2 separate regions of the Mus musculus genome follow, and region 2 is linked to region 1. A link is a contact called in public HiChIP or PLAC-seq data. All regions are on one chromosome and are shown on one strand. The core of a region is the stretch at or near the end of the contact, and the rest is flanking DNA. Distances in the headings are between cores, read along the strand shown.

Region 1 (3,693 bases), core at 364-2,863:
TGCCTTAGACATTTTGGTTCTAATATAATAATTTTACATTCCTAATAGAAAGACAACCAGCCCTTCATAGTCCTTTAAAGACACGTGTGCAAATTCTCTGTTGGACAAAAACACAAAATTGAGAGTTAAGAGCTTTCTGAGGTTGAGTGAGGAAGTCCAGAATGCTTTATAAATTGAGTGGCTTTGGTAAACATAGCGATTTCTAGAAACTGCCTTCTGAGTAAGGGGGCAGGGGTTGATTCCAGTTCTGGGGCTGGCTAAGTTTCACCTGGAGAACTAACTGCTGGAGGTGCTGCAACGCTTTGTTCTCCCGTAGTCAGTTCCAAGAATAAAACAGCCATCTCCCCTCAAGGGCACCTATCTTACGTCTGTGTACTGAACACTGTCCAGCCATTTCCAATGGTTCCTCCACTTGTACTTAATGAATTGTAGTTCTTCTGTGTACAAGTCAAGGTCTTTTAAAAGAAATTATTTTCCTGAGGTATGGCTCAGTGGTAGAGCACTTGCCTAGATTGTGCACAGATCTGGAGTTCCATCCCCAAACGATAAAGGAAGGAAGGAAGGAAGGAAGGAAGGAAGGAAGGAAGGAAGGAACTAAAATTTTAGCTCTATCCTTCTATCCTATAAAATCTCTTTTGTCCAACTAAACATTTAAAAGTTCATCGGAAGAGGCATTTCCCTACCATATATGCTATACTCTTTCTTTACACTTTCCACATCCTCCACTTACATATTAAAATCATATTCATCTTTCAAGGTCATCAACTGAGAAGTTGTTTTCTAACCACAGATTATGGGCAATGTCACTTCTTGCCTTACATCATAGGTAAGAGGCTATGAGCCAAGGGATGATTTTGGTCTAATTAGTGTGTCTAGCCGTCACATAGCCTCCCTGAACTCCTTATTCAGATTAGAAAATATTAATTATTTCAGAACGAAATAATTAATATTCTATCGGATCACTCCTTGTGTACGCAGTGTTTGGAGGCAGAGTTGTTCAATACAGTAAATCAAAAAACAGGATACCCTGTTATATTTCACTTTCAGACAATGGATACTTCGTATATATAAAAATAAGTAAAACAAATATTTTAGACACACTAAAAATCACTCTTTGCAACTCAGATTCAAGCGGGAGTCCTATATTTTAAGTAGCATCTCTTCTAGATGGACAGGGGTTCCCCTAGGCGCCAGGCTTCCTTCCCTCAGGTACTCAGCGTCTGTGTACTCCAGAGAGCAAAACCTGAGCTAGCCCAGCGCTTTCCATCTGTCAGTCGCAGCGGGCGGGAGGTGCAAGACCGGGAAAGACCGAAGCCTGGGTTGAAAATCGTCACCGGAGGTTGGACAAAGAGTCCACACCCGGGAGTAAGCCTCACTGTGGGCTTTCGAGAACCTGCAACCAGTGGGGCCACCTGCTCTAACCGCGGGCCCTACCCTTCATCTCGTGACCGGTCGTTGTGGGCCGGCGGGACAGAACCGCCCTGTTCTTAAAACTCTTGACTCCTATTGGCAGAGCATGCCATTCATCACGTTCGCCTCCGCCCCAATTGCTGACGTCGACCAGGCTACGTCTCGCTCGTGTAGCGGCGTAGTTGGCGATTGGCTGAGACCTTGTCTTGGAGCGGCTAAAGGGGAGGGGCTTGGGGATCGGAACCGTCGGGAGCGCGTCACTCGGTCGAGCTGCAGTGCTCGCTTGAGTCCCGGCGTCCCTTTTCGTGTGGCTCATCTCCGCTTCAGCAACCGTGGCACCATGGCTGTGCTGGTCGTTCTCCTGTTCTTTCTGGTGGCGGGTGAGTAGCTGGGAAGCACTGCGGGAAGCTAGGGGGCGCGGGGACCCTGGGAGGGAGCGGCTGCTGGCGGGGGCCGCAGTGGGGGCGGTCTGGGCTTGGCGGCCCTCTTCGGGGTTCTGGACCTTGATCTGGCTCGGGCGGAGCGGCCTTGTGGTCTCTGGAGACGAGCAGGGCCACCTGGGGGGACTCCGGAGCTGACATCAGCCTTTGGGGGTAAAGGCGCGTAGCCGCTTAGGACCCAGTCCTCCCATTTGTCTGATCACTCCTTCCCTGTTCAAGGCCCTTTGGAGGATGGGTTTGCATTTCTTAATACACCGTTGAACCACAACCCACTACCAAGGAAAGGTTAGCTAACAATTTAGCTGCCGCTTTTTAGCTGCTGTCTTTTTTCCACCTTCATTTCTAATGGTTGTTATTGACAACGGGTGAACCCTTACCTCCCTCATATATACATATCAGGATGTGAAGTTGAGTCATCGTTTTTTAAATAATGATTATTTCTTAAGATGATCGCAATTTCTTAGTATTGATTTCAGTTCCCAATTTGAAGGATTTGGAGAGCAGGGTATGAGTCATGCTTTTAGGATCACATGTCAAATAAATGGTAGCTTTCTTAGTGGAACCTACCTAGGCTCTCTAACATGGAATAAGAAGAATGGAAATGAGCTAATATTTGGCCTGTGGCTTGAGTATCATGTAGTAATGCATTTCGTTTACAGTAATCCTTAGAAGAAAGTATTCCCATTTTGCAGAGTATGAATCAAGCTGGGTATGACAAGGGGAATATGTATCAAAGCTGGGCATGACAAGGGGAATATGTATCAAAGCTGGGTTTGAAGACAGACAGATCAGTTGACTTCCAAGAAGGGGATGGATGCCTTTCCACTCTGTGTGTGTGGCACAGGGAGTGCTGTGTGGCAACGTGGGAGTAGTGGGACAGACGCTGAGCTTGCAGACAATAAGATACAATAAGTCAAGTGAAGCCAGGCATGGCGGTGCATGCTTTTAATCCCAATACTTGGGAGGCAGAAGCAGGTGGATCTCTTGAGTTCGAGGCCAGCCTGGTCTACAGAGTGAGTTCCAGGACAGCCAGGGCTACACAGAGAAACCCTGTCTCAAAAAAAAAAAAATCAACTGGAGAGCACCTTGGGGAGGAATGGGTGTTTTGTGTCAAAGAGATACCTTGTGCCTGTGCTGTGTGAGATGCTGGTCCTACTTTTGGAATGGCAGTTGAAGTGAAAAAGACCTAGTAATGGTTTTGAGCACCAAACCTCTTCTCTGCCCTGGAGGTGCCCAGCCCTCTGTGTTAATAGTTAACATATATTTCAGGCCTCCAAAGTGTTAGGGTCTCCTTCATTGTTGTTGGTTCTGGAAAGGCCATTCTGATTTAATCAAGATACTTTGGGGATTTTTCAAGGTACTTTGGTAACTGCTTGCCACAAAAGCATGAGGGCATGAGTTTAAACCCCAGCACCTGTATAAATAAGCACCCGTGTGTGCTGATAATCTCAGGGCTGGGGAGGTGGAGGTGGGTGGATCCCTACAAGTTCCTTGCTGGCCACTGTAGCCTAATGGGTAAGTTTCACATTCCAATGAGAGACAGGGTGGACAGTTCCTGAGGCAAGACGCTGCAGGTTGACCTCAGATTCCACATGCTTGCACATACATCCATGTGTCCGTGTACACACACACACACATTGGGAGAATTCTTTTGTTTTAATTTGGTTTAAAAGTTAAAAACGAAACCTTTCCATTGACACTGTAGTTCAGCTGGACATCTGTATCCTGCCTGCCATCTTATGAAGACCTAGATGTCCCTGACCTCAGAGAGATCTGCCTGTCTCTACCTTATGAGTACCACTGTGTTCAGCTCTATGACATTTTGAGTCAGGGAGGTCTTGGT
Region 2 (3,693 bases), core at 329-2,828, 250 kb after region 1:
TAGACAGGCCCAGGACCTCTATGAATTAAATGATCGGCTTTTGTTACTGTTGTTTGCAGTGATAGGGTAGGCGCTCCTTTTCAACCAGAACCCAGGAACAGGCTGAGGTATTCTTCCAAAGGCTTTTTTTCTGGTAGCCATTGTCAGGAAGGAAACTCATACCAAATGCCAAGGGGCATTTTTGGCGGAAGCTCCCTGCCTTTGCCAGTATCTTCCAGTACTAGGGATCACACATGCTCAGCAATCACTCTACTACTGAGCTGTATCCCAAGCTCTTGCCAGAGTCTTCAAGCCATCAAATCACCCCTAGAGATCATGAAGTTACAGGACCCTAACAGTGACATGTACACCGCAGCTTGCCAGACAGCTTCCAACACAGATGTTGGTAGAAGTCCCACTCAAAGGATACTGCTTCAAGACATGAACTGATTCAAAAGACCAAGTACTATGTCTGAATGAAGCACAGACATTCTCCAGTACCCACAGAATTCAATACAGGGTACAGCTCTCTTTCTTCTTAGGGAATTGTTGTACAGGACTATCCTCCAAGCCAAACAGTCAACATGTCCATAAGATGAGCTGTGCCTACCTGCAGGCGACCCCTGAATCTGGTCTGTGGGCTATTAGCTTTCGGAGAAGGACGGGTGTAGACGGTCATTGGGAACTGAGTATCTGGTCATTCCCCCCCCCCCCCCCGGTACACAATTCTGCCCTCACTAACCTTAGGTGGCCTCAGAATCTTAGGAAGGAGCTACAGTATTGTGATGGGAATGGCACTATTAGGAGGTGTGGCCTTGTTGGGGAAGTGTGTCACTGTGGGCATGAGATTTAAGACCCTCATCCTAGCTGCATGGAAGCCATTCTTTTCCTAGCTGCCTTTGGAACAAGAGGTGGAACTCTCAGCTCCTCTAGCCCCAAGTCTGACTGGATGCTGTCATGTTACCACCTTGATGATAATGGACAGAACCTCTGAACCTGTAAGCCAGCCCCAATTAAATGTTGTCCTTTATAAGTTGACTTGGTCATGGTGTCTGTTCACAGCAATAAAACCCTAATTCAGACAAGTATATAGGATGAGGAAGACTAGAGGCTCTGGCCGGGGTATTCCATGTACAAAGCATGACCCTTAGCCACAGGCTACACCAGTGCTGTGATAGTCTGACGATCATCAACATTGATGAGACTTTTATAAAATTGCTCTACTAAGAATCATCCACCACATAGTGAAGGCTTTGGACATTGAATGATTTGCCCACTGGTAGCAAATGGCAGGGAACTTGGAGACCTTTGGGAAATTTTCTGGCTTATTACGGAAGCCTTGCTGCATGAATCCACATACAAGTTCCTTCCCCCTTACGTTCTGGGGATCAAACTCAAGTATCAGTTTTGTACAGTGTTCAATTTGACCAGCTTACAGTCATCTGAAGGAGTCTTGGCTGAGAAATGACTGGGACTGATGATCATTACTGGAGAGCCCAGCCCACTGTGAGCAATCCTATCTCTAGGCAGCTGAGTTGGGGCTCCATAAGAAAGCTAGCTGAGTTTAAGCCAGAGAGTAAGGGAGGAAGTGATGTTCCTCCACAGTTTCTGCTTCAGTTTCTTGCTTAACTTCCTGCCCTGTCTTCCCTCAAGGACAGACTGGGGGACCTAGAGCTTAAAGAAAGCCTTTCCTCCTCTGAGTTGTTTGTTTGGTCATAGTATTTATCACAGCAACAGAAGGCAAACCGGAACACTAGAACATATGGCTTACAAGTGCTTGTCCCTGCTGAGCCTTCTCCCCGGCATGCTTGGTCACTCTTTAAAAGCAACCCCCTGTAGTATCATGCCGCTTAGCTTATGGCTAGAAGAACTCCTGGCCCTTCCATAACTATAACTTAAATTGCCTTCTGACAACCTACATTTTTCTGCCTCACCTGTCACTTTGTCCATTTCTTTTCAGAGATGAGACAGCTGTGTTCCACCACTGGTGTGGCCTTTTAAAGCTTGGAGGGTTAGGAGACCACCCAGTCTTGTTTGTTTGTTTGTTTGTTTGGTTGGTTTTTTTTGGCAGATTTCAGAACTCCTAAAACAGAGTAGCTGGCACTGACTGCCTCTCTCTCCAATCCCAAGTAAAAATAGGTGACTCTGTCTTGAGAAGCCCATGCCCACACGTGAGTATGTCTTGGTCTTCTCTTGATTGTCTCTTTTGCCCTTTACTCTGGGTGCTTAAAATCTTCTTTCTTGGGGCTGGAGAGATGGCTTGGTCTTAAGAGTACTGACTGCTCTGCTCTTCCAGAGGTCCTAAGTTCAATTCCTAGCAACCTCATGATGCCTCACAACCATCAATAACAGGATCCAATGTGGGCATGCAGAGAAAGTACTCTTACATATAATACATAACAAATAAACCTTTAAAAAAATCTTAGGCCAGCCTGGTCTACAAAGTGAGTTCCAGGACAGCCAGGGCTATACAGAGAAACCCTGTCTCAAAAAACAAAACAAAAAACAAAACAAAACAAAAATCTTCTTTGTTAATATGTGTGCTTAAAACCTATATAAAAATGTCTTTTTTTTTTTTTTTTTTTTTTTTTTTGAGACAGGGTTTCTCTGTATAGCCCTGGCTGTCCTGAAACTCACTCTGTAGTCCAGGCTGGCCTCGAACTCAGAAATCCGCCTGTCTCTGCCTCCCAAGTGCTGGGATTAAAGGTGTGTGTCACCACCGCCTGTCTTTTTTTTTATTTGTTTTTTGGTTTGGGGTTTTTTTTGGGGGGGGGAGGGGAGTGTTCGAGACAGGGTTTCTCTGTGTAGCCCTGGCTGTCCTAGAACTCACTCTGTAGACCAGGCTGGCCTCAAACTAAGAAATCCACCTGCCTCTGCCTCCCAAGTGCTGGGATTAAAGGCATGTGCCACCACTGCCCGGCTTAAAATGTCTTTATTAACCTCATTGTCTTAGGAAGGTTTTACTGCTGTGAACAGACACCATGACTAAGGCAATTCTTATATGGACAACATTTAATTAGGGCTGGCTTACAGGTTGAGAAGTCTAGTTCATTATCATTAAGGCAAGAACATGGCAAGTCCAGGCAGGCATGGTACAGGAGAAGCTAAAAGTTCTACATCTTCATCCAAAGGTGGCTAGCAGAATACTGACTTCCAGGCAGGCACCTAGGGCTATGGTTTTAAAGCCCTTGCCCATAGTGCCACACCTCCCAATAGTGCCACTCCTAAGACCAAGCATATTATATACAAACCATCACACTCACTCTCCTCAAAATAATAATAAAAATTTAAAAGGCACCAGATAGCTGCTGTGTCTACTAAAAGATTTCAATCAGTATTTACACATGATACACACACACACACACACACAAATATATATATATATATATATAGAGAGAGAGAGAGAGAGATTGTACTTCTCCAGACTTAGAAGGAGATCCTCTACCCAATGTCACATGTCAACACTTACAGAAAACTAGGTGCCGAAAGATACCTGATTACATTTTACTCTCCAGACAAAAGGCAGGCTAGAATGTGTTTGTTCACCAGGCTTCACCAACTATTAGGTTCCATTTCCATAACAAAGAACATGCCTCTACCAGGCAGCTCAAGGGGGCAGTACAAGCCTGCCTGTCTTAACGTCCCCAATTCTCTTCTTGAGAAAAGCATGATTCTGTCAGGTGGGCAAGAGGGCCCAAGGTAACAAGTACACCG

Evidence for each region. HiChIP or PLAC-seq counts read pairs in DNA pulled down with a chosen protein or histone mark.
Region 2: an H3K27ac HiChIP or PLAC-seq map of microglia shows a contact between it and region 1, with 5 times the contacts expected there. The contact joins the enhancer-like site here to the promoter of Atp6ap2 in region 1. A contact is called at or near these places in 2 of 39 promoter capture datasets (embryonic stem cells and liver), 2 of 484 Hi-C or Micro-C datasets (CD8 T cells and embryonic stem cells), 8 of 115 datasets of contacts at active chromatin or transcription factors (effector CD8 T cells, embryonic stem cells, epiblast stem cells and 3 more) and 2 of 9 other capture datasets (adipose tissue and liver).

Annotation. Positions count from the first base shown.
Region 1 is chrX:12,586,146-12,589,838 of GRCm38.p6, forward strand. It overlaps Atp6ap2 (ATPase, H+ transporting, lysosomal accessory protein 2), which reads left to right and starts at 1,614. Exons shown (of 9, transcript NM_027439.4): 1 at 1,614-1,790. The coding sequence starts at 1,751.
Region 2 is chrX:12,831,328-12,835,020 of GRCm38.p6, forward strand. No RefSeq gene overlaps it. Among named protein-coding and RNA genes, the nearest start is that of Gm14634, 71 kb to the left of the region's middle. Within about 2 kb of position 1,579, at least 23 of the 459 cell types and tissues checked have an H3K27ac peak or open chromatin away from gene starts, as enhancers often do. A contact at or near this core is called in microglia, where this site is marked.